2 separate regions of the Rattus norvegicus genome follow, and region 1 is linked to region 2. Evidence: chromatin contacts called from public Hi-C data. All regions are on one chromosome and are shown on one strand. The core of a region is the stretch at or near the end of the contact, and the rest is flanking DNA. Distances in the headings are between cores, read along the strand shown.

Evidence for each region. A called contact is a pair of places that touch in the nucleus more often than the background predicts.
Region 1: a contact with region 2 is called in a Hi-C map of Schwann cells, with 5 times the contacts expected there. The contact joins the enhancer-like site here to the promoter of Polr2j in region 2. A contact is called at or near these places in 2 of 12 Hi-C or Micro-C datasets (the A7r5 cell line and Schwann cells).

What each region holds. Positions count from the first base shown.
Region 1 is chr12:26,412,315-26,415,967 of GRCr8, forward strand. No RefSeq gene overlaps it. Among named protein-coding and RNA genes, the nearest start is that of Hspb1, 18 kb to the right of the region's middle. Within about 2 kb of position 1,762, at least 89 of the 93 cell types and tissues checked have an H3K27ac peak or open chromatin away from gene starts, as enhancers often do. A contact at or near this core is called in Schwann cells, where this site is marked.
Region 2 is chr12:26,183,032-26,186,692 of GRCr8, forward strand. It overlaps Polr2j (RNA polymerase II subunit J), which reads right to left and starts at 2,170. Exons shown (of 4, transcript NM_001105921.1): 1 at 2,066-2,170. The coding sequence starts at 2,118.

The DNA.
Region 1 (3,653 bases), core at 512-3,011, 230 kb after region 2:
CATTGTGGGGCAGAAGCTAGAGAAGCCATACTATTGATGTATGTGGTGTATTAATTTAAAAAGAACTTGTAGACCATGCTGGCCTGGAACTCACAATGTCTGCCTCCCAAGTAAAGGCACTGGACAAAGACTGATAGACCAGTGGTAACGGAGGAAATGAAGCTGGGTGAGAGTAAAGTAACAGAACATGGGAGGTGGCTCCATTGGTAAAGTGCTTGCTTAACATACACGAAATAGGGCCAGGTGTGGCGCACACCTGTAGTTCCAGCCCTTGGGAGGCAGAAGCAGGTGGATCTTTGAGGTCAAGGCCAGCCTGGTCCACAGAGCCAGTTCCAGGACAGCCAGGGCTACACCGAGAAAGCCTGTCTTGAAAAAAAACCCAAACATAACCTATGCATGTGACTTTCATCAAGACCACCAGGTGTGCACGTGGTGGAGCACATCTGGACAGCACACACCAGGTGCAGTGGTGCACACCTGGACAGCACACACCAGGTGCAGAGGGGCACACCTGAACAGCACACACCAGGTGTAGTGGTGCACACCTGAACAGCACACACCGGGTGTAGAGGGGCACACCTGGACAGCACACACCAGGTGTAGTGGAGCACAGCTGGACAGCACACACCAGGTGTAGAGGGGCACACTTGGACAGCACGTACCAGGTGTAGAGGGGCACACTTGATATCCTAGCACTCATGGAGACTGGAGGTTCAGTTCAAGGTTGAAGGCTGGAGCTGAGAGAAAGCTGTGCTTTCACAGACCCAGCGCCCACTTGGCAAGCCAGGCGACCTGTGCTCCAAAGGGCCATCAACTGGTGCTTGCTGGCTTCCAGTGTATCTGAGGAAATCCACATCTCAGGTTCAGGAAAAAACCCTGGCTCAGGAATAGGTGGAAAGCGGTTGAAGATATCCTAACACCCTTTTTGGGCCCCTGCTTATGCCTGTGTACACAACACCTACACAAAATCTTTTTTAAAGTTGCAAGGTAATGTTCAAGACTTGCTTGAATTGCATGAAACCAGTCTCAAAAAGAGGAAAGAAAAGTTAAAAGTGGGGGAGGATGCTGAGAGACGAGATATAAAAATAACAGCATTTCTGGGGTTCAAGGCCAGCTTCTATAAATTTGAGACTAGCCTGGGCTGCATGAGACTGGGTCTCAAAAAAAAAACCCAACAAAACAAAAACGTTTTGCCAGACTCCGGAGTATAGAACTCCAAAGAGGCAGCAGTGTTGTGAGTTCGAAGTCAGGGTTATCCAGTTAGACCTTGTCTTAAAAAAAAAAAAAAAAAAAAAGGCGAAGGAAGCTACAGCGTTAACTGGCTTGACCCTGAACTATTACCTGATTGCAAAATGGAATGAGGCTGAGTACAAGAATGGGGAATGGGGTTGCTGGGATTCAGGAGTCTTCCTGGCCCAAGTCTGGGATCTATTCCCCATAACCCCCAGGGACTCCAGCACCGACGTCCTCTGCCTCCCCCTGGTGGGCACTGCAGGTTCTGCAGCTGACCCAGTTAGTGCGGGTACCCAGAGCCCAGACCCTGATGGCAGTAGCGACCTCAAGGCCGGCCCATCTGAGATCTCCAATCCCCGGTTTCTGCGTGTTCCCCTCCCCCAAACTCCTGGACTTAAGAAAAAGAATTGTGCTGCCTGTGTGTGCCCACAGGAGAGTCAGGCATCCGAGTGACCACTCCCCTACCCTGGCCATTGCGGACTACCCAGGTACCCGGCTGTGAACTAGGCGGGGCCGCGGCTCAGCCCCGCCTTGCCGGGCAAGAAGATTGCCTTCTACCCGGCGCGTGGCAAGAGCCAATCACAAGCCAGCATCTTGCCTCTGGGCCAATGGCCGGCCTGTTGCTGGGTCTCGCATCCCTGCATTGGAATCCTCCTGCTGAGCTCGCCGCTAATGCGGAGCTTATCCTAGCTTCTGAGCTCTGTTCTCTCCGCTTTGTCTCTGCCTTTGTAGTCCTTACGGAATAATCTGCTTTGGGTTTTTTTGAGGGCGCAATAACCTCCACGGGGATTGTCCTTGGAAGGAGGTGACCTTAGAGGATGGTGCATCAGGCTCCAGGTGGTCCTTGCCGTCAGGGTTGCCATAGAGTCAGTGACCCACTCTCTGTCCTCTTAAGCTTGCTGCAGTTCCTCATGTCCAGATTACCTTCCGGAAACGATCCCAAGATATCTACATTGTTCCTGTGTCCTTAATTGGGAAATCGTGGCTCAGCCTCTTTGAGCTCAAGTCCACATACTCTGGGAGAGCCCAGAGGTGGATTTCTAATGCCAAGTTTCATCCCCTCGCACTCGGGCCCCTTGATAGTGCTCTTTGATAGACATGGGCTACACAGTTGGAATTCTAAGGACTTAGAAGCCAGTCCTTTCTCTCTCTAGCATTCAAGGCCCCCAGCCGACCTGGCCAGCTCTGGCCAGATATTTACAGTTTCAAATGAATGGCGGCCAGTTACGAATCAGCTTGCAACAAGGTCAGAAGGAGAAAACAGTGTCGCCCCTCCCTTGTCATTTTCTAACCTAGAATTAGCGAGACGAGGCTAGGTGTGGGGGTGCACAGCATTTATCCTAGCATTCAAAAGGCAGTGGCAGGCCAATGTCAGTGAGTTCAAGGCCTGACTGGTCTACGTAGCGAATTCCAGGACAGCTACATAGACAGTTACATAGAAGAAGCTGTGTGTTTACACGTGTGTGAGGGAGTTCTCGCCTTCCATCATGTGGGTCTCAGATATCAAACTCAGGTCTCTCCTAAGACTTGGAACGGGTTCCTTTGCTCACGAAGCCACCTCATTGGCTCAAAGATCAGTTTTGTTCTGTCATTCAGCTATGTCCCATCTTCTGTCAGGGAAATAAAATCAGGATTTGAATTCACATTTCACTGTGTCCTAAGTACTCGGGGCATAACATTTAGCCTATCTACTTCATAAAGACAGCAGGGTGTTGGTGGTACAGGCCTTAAATTGCAGCACTCAGGAGAGAGGCAGGCAGATCTCCGAGTTTGAGGCCAGCCTGCTTACAGAATGAATTCCAGGACAGCCAGTGTTACACAGAGAAACCCTGTCTCAAAAAATCAAACAAACAACTAAATACACACACACACACACATACACACACACACACACACACACACACACACACACACACACACACCTAGCAAGCTACACCTCATGGCTCAGGTTTCTAATCCCAAATTTAGGGGTGAGATTGGTATATGGGTTTGCTGAGCCAGGAGGATGGCAAATTTAAGTCGATGAGAGCCTGTCTCAAAATAAATTGGATAGGAAAAGGGATTAGATGACCTCAGTAGTAAGTAGACCTCTTGCCTAGAATCCCCCAGTGAGGAGCAGATTGTGTGACTGGGGTGGTACAGCACTTGTCTAGAGTCCCCCAGAGAGAAGCAGAGGGCGTGGCTCAGTGGTAGAGCCCCTGCCTAGAATCCCCCAGTGAGGGGCTAGGGGCGTGGCTCTGTGGTAGAGCCCCTGTCTAGAATCTCCCAATGAGGGGCTGGGGGCATGGCTCAGTGGTAGAGCCCTGCCTAGAATCCCCCAGTGAGGGGCTGGGTGCATGGCTCAGTGGTGGAGCCCCTGCCTAGAATCCCCCAGTGAGGGGCTGGGGGCGTGGCTCAGTGGTAGAGCCCCTGCCTAGAAT
Region 2 (3,661 bases), core at 920-3,419:
TTGGGTTTTGAGCATGATAGGCAGAGCCCTCAACCACTGAGCTATAGGTCTAGCTCTTGGAAGCCGTTTTCAGTCTGCTCACCCATTAAGGACCCTGCAAGAGCTCTGGCATGGTTCAATAGCCGACCATTTTCCTCCCATGTATAAGCCTCTGGGTCTCTCAGCTCTACCATTCCCAACATTCAAACAAAGTTGGCCTGCCTGGTAGATAAGACCAGTAATCCAGCAACCTGGGAGGCTAAGGCAGGAGGATAAAGAAAAACCTCAGCCGTCGTCCTGGCTTTTCTCTTTGCTTAGGCTAGGGTCTCATTTGCCATGGGGATAAACCATGCTAGCTGACCCTCCTGTAACCACTTCCCATGTCCTTGGAGGAACACTGGAAGCAGAACTCAGCAGTTTTTTTTTTTTGTTTGTTTTTTGTTTGGTTCTTTTTTTCGGAGCTGGGGACCGAACCCAGGGCCTTGCGCTTCCTAGGTAAGCGCTCTACCACTGAGCTAAATCCCCAACCCCGAACTCAGCAGTTTTTATACGACTTCTGGGGATCTACACACAAGTCCTCAGTAAATGTTTTACCCACTGAGCCATCTCCCGAACCGATCAAAAACTGTAAAATGGGGTTGGGGGTAGGGGGTGGAGCTGGAATATAGCTTAGCATAGAGCACCAACCTAGCATGGGGCAGACCCTATGTTCAATCCCCAAATGACAAAAGCAAACAAGAAAACACATCTGCCCTGTGCTGGCCTCCTATCTATACACCAGGGAGCAGTTACTTAAGCAGGTTTTGTTTTTGTTGGTTTTTTTTTTTTTGAGACGGCATTTCTCTGTGTGGCTCTGACTGTCCTGTAACTTTGATCTGTAGACCAGGCTGGCCTCGATCCTCTTGCCTCTGTCTCCCAAGTACTGGGATTAAAAGTGGGTTAAAATTCACCACTCAGGGGTTGGGGATTTAGCTCAGCGGTAGAGCACTTGCCTAGCAAGCGCAAGGTCCTGGGTTCGGTCCCCAGCTCCGAAAAAAAGAAAAAAAAAATTCACCACTCAGCTAAGGATTACTGCTTTTTTCTAAAGCAGAATTTTTCAAACTCAGTACACAAATATTTCTTTCCTTTGTCCACGCTCCTATAAGAGGACAGCCTGTGATCGTCAGCTCTCTCCTTGTACCATAGTGGTCCCAGGGTCATCAGGTCATCAGGTTTGCCTGTGGGCGCTGTACCCTAGCCATCCTGCCAGCCCGGGTCACAGGCATTTTGGACCCAATCCTCCTTTTCTGAGAGGCTGTCTACTACATCTAGGGTCGCTAACAGCATCTGTTGCCTCTACCCGCCGGCTGCCAATAGCAACCCACTCAGGACAACCAGAACCGCTTCCAGACATGGCCAAATGCTCATGCCGATGGGATAACAACAGGGCTCTCAGCTCTCAAGAAGGCTGAAGTAGCTATCAAATGTAAAACAAAAACCCCTGCATAGAAATCTCTTAGGGGGCAGGAGAGATGGCTCAGTGGTTAAGAGCACTGACTGCTCTTCCATGGGTCCTGAGTTCAATTCCCAGCAACCACAGGGTGGCTCACAATCATCTGTAATGGGATCTGTGCCCTCTTCTGGTGTGTCTGAAGAGAGCAACAGTGTACTCAGATAAAATAATTTAAAAAAAAAAAGTCTTTAGGGAATACAAAGTGTCAGTTACAGGTCTGCAGTGTACACTGTACACTGTTCAGACAAACTCGGAAAATCTCCTTGGGGAGTTTCATTATTTATTGATTGGCTGATACAGACATGAGGAGTGTAAGGAACTGTGTCTTTGTCCTTTCACAGCTGCCATCATGAGCCAAGTGTCTGGAGCAAGTCAATGTCCCAAAGCCTCAGTTTCCCACTGCAAAAAATGCATGCATTCGCAAATGCTTCGCACCACTGCCTGAAGTTGGGCAGACACGCACTGAGCAGAACAGAATGCTCAAAGCAAAGCCCGCCTCGGTTTCCCCAGGCAGGAGCAACTCGGCGCTTTGCTGAAGCTGACGGCCGGCAGGCTCCTATACAACCGTCCCCGCCTCAGCCGGTCTCCACTTACTTCTTCTCGCCCTCGAAGAGCAAGAACGACTCGAAGGCCGGAGGGGCGTTCATCCTAGCAAGGCGCTCTCACTCCCAGACACCAACCCGCAGCCGCCTTCCGCCCACAGAACCCCGGAGCGCGACCACTTCCGGGTTACTCAGCCTCAGCCTCAGCCATTCAGAGTAAGCACCTGGCCCTGCGCCCCCTGGCGGGCCGGATGACCTTACGCAGGCGCGGGCAAGGCCCAGGAGACTGCGAGCTGTGGGCATGCGTCAGTCTAGAAGCCCTGTCTGAGTGTCTTGGCGCATACTCCAGCGCCGGGACTTATACCACTTGTTACTGTCTCCGTTTCACCGACTGAATGGGAATAGGAGTCCCAGTGGCTGCCGCTGCAGGACCCCCGGGTGGGCCGACACTAGCGTCCTTATGAAGCCTTCTAGATGAGGACCAGGGGAACAGGAAGGTGTGTAAAGGTTGGGGAGGAGTTTGAGGATGCCAGTGCATCCTCTCTTGAGCACACAGATAAACTAAAAACACGATGAAAGCTTTGCACCTCGCCATTTTTCAGCAGTCTCTGTGGCAGTCTTTTTTATTTTTCCTGTTTTTAAAGATTTTTATTTGCATGTCTGTGTGGGCACGTATATGTAGGTCTAGCCTTTGGAGACCATAAGAGAGTGGGGTCCACTGGAGCATGAGTTACAGGTGGTTGTGAGCCCCACCACCACCAAGTGGGTGCTGGGAATCGAACTCCAGTCCCCTGCAGAAACAGTAAGGCTCTTAACTGCCGAGCCATTTCTCCAGCCTTCGTGATGGTTCATCTTGAAATTTAGAATTACCGCGGAAACAAACCTCTAGGAGGGGCCAGCAAGACAGTCCAGTGAGCAAGGGAGAGTGTGACCAAGCCTGATTACCTAAATTCAGTCCTCAGGACCCACGAGGTGGAAGTTGGGAACAGACTCCTCCAACCTCCCTTCAAGGCATGCACTTGAACACGTATGCACTCACAATGCATAATAATAATCGTAGTCATAATAATAACAACGAAAAAATAAAAAATAATAACAACGAACTTTTGGTTATGTCTTTGAGATTTTAGACAGGTTTGGCTGAGGAAGGCATCATTAATGTGTGTGGCATCACCCGAGAGGCTAAGGTGTCAGACTACAGCTTCCTGGCTGCAGACACAATCAGCTGCTATGAATCCTGTTGCTATGACATCTGCATTGTGATGAGCTGTACCTTTCCGTAAGATGCTTCTGTCCGTTTGTTGTCGCTGTCTTGGTTTTGTTGGTTTTTCGAGACAAGTGTTTCTGTGCAGCACTGGCTGTCCTGAAACTTTCTCTGTAGACCAGGCTGGCCTCGAACTCAGAAAACTGCCTGCCTCTGTCTCCAAGAGTGCTGCCATTTAAAGGCATGGGCCACCAGCACTTTTGTCCAGTTTTTAGACACAAAAACAAAAACAGTAACTAATACAGACTCAGGCTCCCAAGCGTTGGAGTCACGGGCATGAGCCACCCTATCCCTTGGTATCTAAGTACTAAAGCATCACTGTGTAGCTTGGATGATGTCATAGGAATCAAGTGAAGACGATGATGTCAGCTCCCAGAAGGCTCA